2 separate regions of the Mus musculus genome follow, and region 1 is linked to region 2. Evidence: chromatin contacts called from public HiChIP or PLAC-seq data. All regions are on one chromosome and are shown on one strand. The core of a region is the stretch at or near the end of the contact, and the rest is flanking DNA. Distances in the headings are between cores, read along the strand shown. Region 1 holds the start of Ptpn7 (protein tyrosine phosphatase, non-receptor type 7). Region 2 overlaps Adipor1 (adiponectin receptor 1).

Region 1 (2,918 bases), core at 415-2,914, 710 kb before region 2:
TCTGGGGAGGATCTGCTGAGTCTTTGTCTTGACCTAGAGGCCCAGGGCACTCAAGGGTCAGGCCCCTACTGCGTTCCCCTTTTCCTTTATCAGATAAGAACAGAGCAGCCTGCAGCTCTTCTGCTCCTTCCTGCTGTCTCTCTCTCCTACTCTCAAGCCAACACAGAGGCTCCAATGCACACCCAACTCCACAGAGGCCCCTAGCTTTGTCCCAGAGACTGTTCATCACAACTTGAAACTTAGAGAGCAGACAGACCAGGGATGACGAGAAACTTGGTGCCTCTGCCATACAAGGAATGGGCGAGCAACCTTCAAATGAGCATTATTTGGTTTGGTTTTTCCAGGCCTTGTGGATTCAGTTGTTAGAACTGGACAGGAAAGAAGGAAGGGAAGGGACGGTGATCCAGGCCTAGGAAGATCCTCCCTGTGAAAGATCTCACCTCTCCTGCAGCCGCACATGCTTCTTGGCTGGAGCTTTGGTGGGTGGAGGCTGAGTCATGTCTGCCCCCAAAGACAAGGTCGGCAGCTGTGCTCTGGAGCGCCCCTCACAGGCCTGGACCATGCTGGGGTAGGTTGCTGGGCCCAAGGGAGGCTCATTCAGCCATGAGGCATGCCTGAAAGACAAGGTCCCGCGAAGGCCTCATTAGCTAGAAGAAGGCTTCTAGTCCAGGCCAGCCAGCTATTCCCTCAAGCAAGCGGCCCAACAGCTCTCTGTTGGGATGCAGGATAGAGGACAGTTAGGGGTTAGAGTAGAAGGAAGGTACTAGAGAGAATACAGGTATGGGGAAGATAGGAAGGAATCCAGAAGGAGGAAGAGAGAGGATACCCAAGTCCACAGGGCTCTAAGCTGGGGTCTGCATGAGGCCAACAGCCTGCTAACCACACAGAAGGAAAGGGAGAAAGCATACAGCTCTCTGAGTCTAGCCAGCTAGCAGGCTTCTCTATAATGAGAAATGGAGGCCTTGAGAAGCACTGGATCCAGTCAGGGATCCAGGCACGCTCCAACTTCTAGAAGGGTCTTCTCATTGTCGGCAGTTCCACTCCAAGATCAGTTGTGGCTCCTGGGGTCTCTGTCTAGGGCGGTAGCCCAGGGGTGTTTCCTCCCTCCTCCTTCCCATCCCCCAGTCTCCCGCCTCTGCAACCGTCACAGGAAATGGCCTCATCAAACCCTAGAGCGCCAGCGCATGGTGAGGCTACAGCTGGGGGTACAAGAGAGAGGGGGCATAGAGGTGATGAGGGCATCACCTTTTGGGGGCAGCCCCTGTCTCTCAGAGCTAAGGCATGGGTGACGTGGTGGTGGGGTTAGAGTCGCTAACCCATGGGGACAGAGCTTTGGGAGCAGTGTGGGCCCATGCAGGTGTGGCTGGGACAGTACTTGCCCACAACAGGAAGGGGCCTTTAGCCTCTCCTCTCCTGGCACTCTGTGTGGCTTCTTAGCCCTCCAGTCACAGGGACACCAGATATGTCACTTCTCATGCCCTGGCCAGGCATGGGAGCCCCAAACTCAATGCTTCTTCAACCCATCCTTGGAGCCCCCCATCCCACCCCAGGGCCATAGGATGTCTGTACTCACTTCAAGTACTTACTGAAGAAGCTATGTCCCCCAGGCTGCCTCTTGCCAGCTGTCTGTCAGTCCGTCTATCTTTGAGGACTGAGAGGTTTCAGGAAGCCAGCTTCCTCCCTCCGCCCCTCCTGGCTTCCACCCACGCACACCCAACTGCGGGCTGCCCTTCTGTGCCTGCCACAAGCTGCCACCAGGGGTCGGGTGCATCCTTCCTGTGCCCTCTAAGAGCAAGCGGCTGCTGTCCCGCCACCCTCACTGGATGCCAAGGCTCTGGGAAGCGGCGAGAGATGAGGCCTTCCCTGACCACCTCGGGCCTCCTCCTCTGGGTCCTCATCAAGTGCTGTCCCCCACCCCCACCTCTTCCTTGATAGCCATGGGGAACCTTCTGCTGCTCTTCTGGTTGTGACCTTGGCTAGAGACTTATTTCCACTTCTCAGCTTCTGCCCCTGTAAGCTTTGTTGCTTCAAAGCCTGGGAATTCAGGGCCAAACCCAGACCCCCAAACAGAGCAGATGTGTCACAGAGGTGCCATAGGGGGTGGCAGGGAAGAGGAGGCAGGAGTCCTTGCTCTGTACAGGAAGGAGAGGCCAGGGCTAGGCAGGAAAGCTTCTTTCCAACTCCCTGGCCCCTCAGCCTGCAGACATAGGCTTGTCACCAGAGAACAAGTATCAGAGCTTAACTGGAGAGGACTCTGGGGTGGCTTCCATAGCAGCCCCTCAGACTACCCCTCTGGGAGTGTCTTAGAACCCTGTATCTCCTCTGAAGACTTACAGATAGGTGAAGGCTGTGACCCTCACATCAGAGACTTCCCAGGTCCTCTTCACCAGGGGGCCACTTGGATGCTTGGGGTGTGGAAAGGGAGCAGTCCCCAAGTCTAGAACTCCACACACCCCCTACCCCCGCCTGGCTTTGCTAGGCCATTCGCTGGCCCTCAGCCCAACTGGTTCGTGGTTCATGCTTGCTTGCAAGACTCCTTCACTCTGTAATGTTCCCCAAAGCGTTCCTGGGCCCCACTGCTTGAATTCCACATCCTCTCTCTCTTCCTCCCACTTCTCCGATTCAACTGTCAAACGGGTGACACCGAAAAAGAGCTGCTGTGCAGTAAGCACAGGGATGGCACCTGAGGGGGGGGGAGGGGCTGCCCTTCTCTGGCCCACGGGGAGGAGGGGAGGACCAGGAAGAGCCTTTGAAGTCCTAGGGCTTGGGGCACCTGTCTTTGTTCTTGGCTGTAAGTCAGAGGGTGGTTCTCCCAGCCTCTCCATGGCTGGTTGGTTGGTTCTGGCTCCCTTTTCTCTGTGCCTGCTCTCCTGAGAGGACTAGGTGGGATTTCCTGAGGGGGAAGCTCAGTGGAGTTG
Region 2 (2,842 bases), core at 264-2,763:
GCCTTCATCACACTCCTCACAGCAAGCAATGATCTACCCGGAAGCAGGAAGTTTAAAAGACAAGGAGGCTCCCCAAGTCCGCCCTTTGCCACACACACACCCCTAAATCACCGGCTCTGCAAGAGCGCGTCCCAACCACCACAGCCCATAAATCTAAGCCCCACTCAAAATACTTTGTATAAACTAGACACAGTCATGCACGATCCTTAAGGAAGAATCAGAATTCAGACTCCCAGCACATTCTCAAACATTGTAGGATTTTCTGCACTGGCCTTTTTAATGTAATATTTTCAAATTAGGCTTCAGAGAAGAATAAAGCAAAGCAAAGTTTCCTAAGACTTCTATGTGGTATTTCTAAGTCTTCTTCCTTCCAGAGGCAGGGCTTTGTTACTTCATAGCAACACCCCGAGCCAGAAGAATACCACAGGGCAACCCAAAGACAGCACCGTGGGTTATATGATGAGAGAGACATTTAAACTTGGGAGACTGCCTCCTTCATGGTGGGAAGTAAACATGACTATTCCCTGGAGAGACACTGCTTCACCCATGGCAGCTCACTATGTAAACAAACATCTTTGGCATCTGGACTAGTTTTTACCCAAGAGTAATCTCAATTCCCTCTCAGGGATTATAATTAGGTATATGTAGGTTATGGTTAATCTTAGGGATCAGTGACTGGATTAAGGGGCGTCCAGATAGTTGGTAAAGCATTCTCGGGGGTGTGGGGTTTCAGGAAGAGGCTGGCATTTGATTTAGTGACCCGAGAGAAGAGGATATGCTCTCACCCATGAGTGAGCATTATCTAACTGGCTACCCCACAGGTAGAATGAAACAGAAGAAGAGGGAACTTTGAGGGTATGGTGGTAATGCAACTTTATTTAATCCAGCACTCAGGAGGCAGAGGCAGGTGGATCTTGGTGAGTTCAAGACCAGCCTAGTTTACATAGGAAGTTCTGGGCCAGCCAGAGCTACACAGTGATACCCTGCCTCAAACAAACAAATGATAAAATCCTCTTGTAGCTGTTCAGAACTCTAGGATCTCTGGCCTTTGGACTCTAAGGTTAGCACCTTTCAGCCTTCAGTTGGTAATTATGCCAATGACTTCCCTAGTTCTCTAGCCTGTAGATGGTCCATTTTGGGAGTTAATCTCCACATTCTTGTGGCTAATTCCCTGAACAAATGCTCATACCTATCTGCCTGCCTGCCTGCCTTCTGTTGGCTCTGGAGATGCCTGACTAATATCTTAATCTGCCCTGAGGTGAAGGCAATCCTCATACAAGCCATGCATCATCCTCTGCTTCATATGCATTCCTGCACAAACACGCGCACACACACACACACACGCACACACACACACACACACACACACACACACACACACACAGCTCAAAGAGTCAAATCTAGACTCCAGAGAGACACAAACAATAACTCATTACCCAATATACCTTTATGTCAACACAGACAGTTCCTCCTCCTTTTAGTGCACAAGCCTGGGACAAGACATTTGTTAACACACACAGTCACAATCAACACTTGAGCTCAAGAACAGGAAACTGGAGGCCCCTGGGAAGCCCAGCGGATAAGCAACTCATGTGAGAAGCAGTATTGGGAAATCTTAACAGCTGACCTCAAAACATCCTTCCTCAAAGGGAAGTCTTACTGAATAAACAGCTCCCAGACAAACAAACAAGCAAACAAAGAGCTTTGGTCATCTTTGAGAAGTCTGAAAAGAAGGGAACACTAAACCTCTAGTTACTAAAGCAGGCAACAGGAGAGAGACTACACACAGGCATTCGAGTTCTGGAGCACAATAGTACATGCATCCTAAACGATGCAGATCAAAAGTTTTGGTCTGAATCCGTATTTCAAAGTGACTGACTGGGCCACGTGCCAGCCAGCAAGCATGATTTACCACCATACCACTGGTCAAGGTTGGGGCCCTTTTCTTTCTACCATGGAGCTATCTCTTATCCTTTCCTCCAGAGTAAGCCAATTCACTCACTGAATACATAATGAATGCAGTTAGTTCTATAAGGTCCTGTGCAAAACAGAAGTTGAACAAGTTCTGTCCCTGTCTTTGGTATAACTAGATGGGTAAGTTAACTTGTGACATGATCTCACTGCTCCAGCAAGGCAGTGTAGGAAGAGAACTCTAAGCAGAATGGTCACACATTTAATTCACTGGGTGCTGTTTACACATTCCACCAGAGGCACAAGGATAGCACAAACTTCAGGTTGTACAATAAGAGTACAAAGATCAGACACAATCCAAGCTAGTATTTTTGCTTGTTTCTCTAATTGACCACGAAAAGTTGAGACAGGAAAGGAAGAGGGAGGGATCTGAGGTCTGGCAGAGGAGAGAGCAGTAACACTGGGCCCTGAAACCATTGCTCCTATAGCATGGACCACTCACCAACAGGAAATTGCAAGCATCTTAGGCTCTTAATTTAAATCAACACAAAGCCCTAAGGTGTGAGACTGATTCCAAGAGACTCTGGAATCCCACTGTGTGTCTGCCTCTAAACCCTTATGCATTTTAGAGGAAACACCTTTCCTCTCAAATGGGCCACACCCAGCACAGCAAATTATGACTGGGCCAAACCCAAGAGGGCATTTTTGCTGGGATTTCTTCCACTCAAGCTAATAAACTTTTACCACTAAGCTTCCCAACTGGATAAATGTAAGCTGTTATAGACTAAAGCCGTGGAGAAGGAGAGGCGTTTGTGTTCCTACAAATAAGATAATCCCGCACTAAACTTGGAGAAAAAGTTGAGTTTTAATCACCAGCCAATTAGCTGGAGAGTTGCCCTTAGAGATTCTGAAGATAATTTATTCTCTGAAG

Evidence for each region. HiChIP or PLAC-seq counts read pairs in DNA pulled down with a chosen protein or histone mark.
Region 1: an H3K4me3 HiChIP or PLAC-seq map of bone marrow-derived macrophages shows a contact between it and region 2, with 3 times the contacts expected there. The contact joins the promoter of Ptpn7 here to the enhancer-like site in region 2. A contact is called at or near these places in 2 of 39 promoter capture datasets (the SN4741 cell line and second pharyngeal arch cranial neural crest), 3 of 484 Hi-C or Micro-C datasets (the G1E-ER4 cell line, LSK cells and natural killer cells) and 7 of 115 datasets of contacts at active chromatin or transcription factors (the 230-238 cell line, astrocytes, bone marrow-derived macrophages and 4 more).

The regions. Positions count from the first base shown.
Region 1 is chr1:135,131,446-135,134,363 of GRCm38.p6, reverse strand. It overlaps Ptpn7 (protein tyrosine phosphatase, non-receptor type 7), which reads right to left and starts at 1,664. Exons shown (of 10, transcript NM_177081.4): 1 at 1,574-1,664; 2 at 441-614. The coding sequence starts at 562. It also overlaps the pseudogene Ptprv.
Region 2 is chr1:134,418,997-134,421,838 of GRCm38.p6, reverse strand. The region is part of intron 1 of Adipor1 (adiponectin receptor 1); the gene reads right to left. Among named protein-coding and RNA genes, the nearest start is that of Adipor1, 5.0 kb to the right of the region's middle. Within about 2 kb of position 1,513, at least 82 of the 459 cell types and tissues checked have an H3K27ac peak or open chromatin away from gene starts, as enhancers often do. A contact at or near this core is called in the G1E-ER4 cell line and bone marrow-derived macrophages, where this site is marked.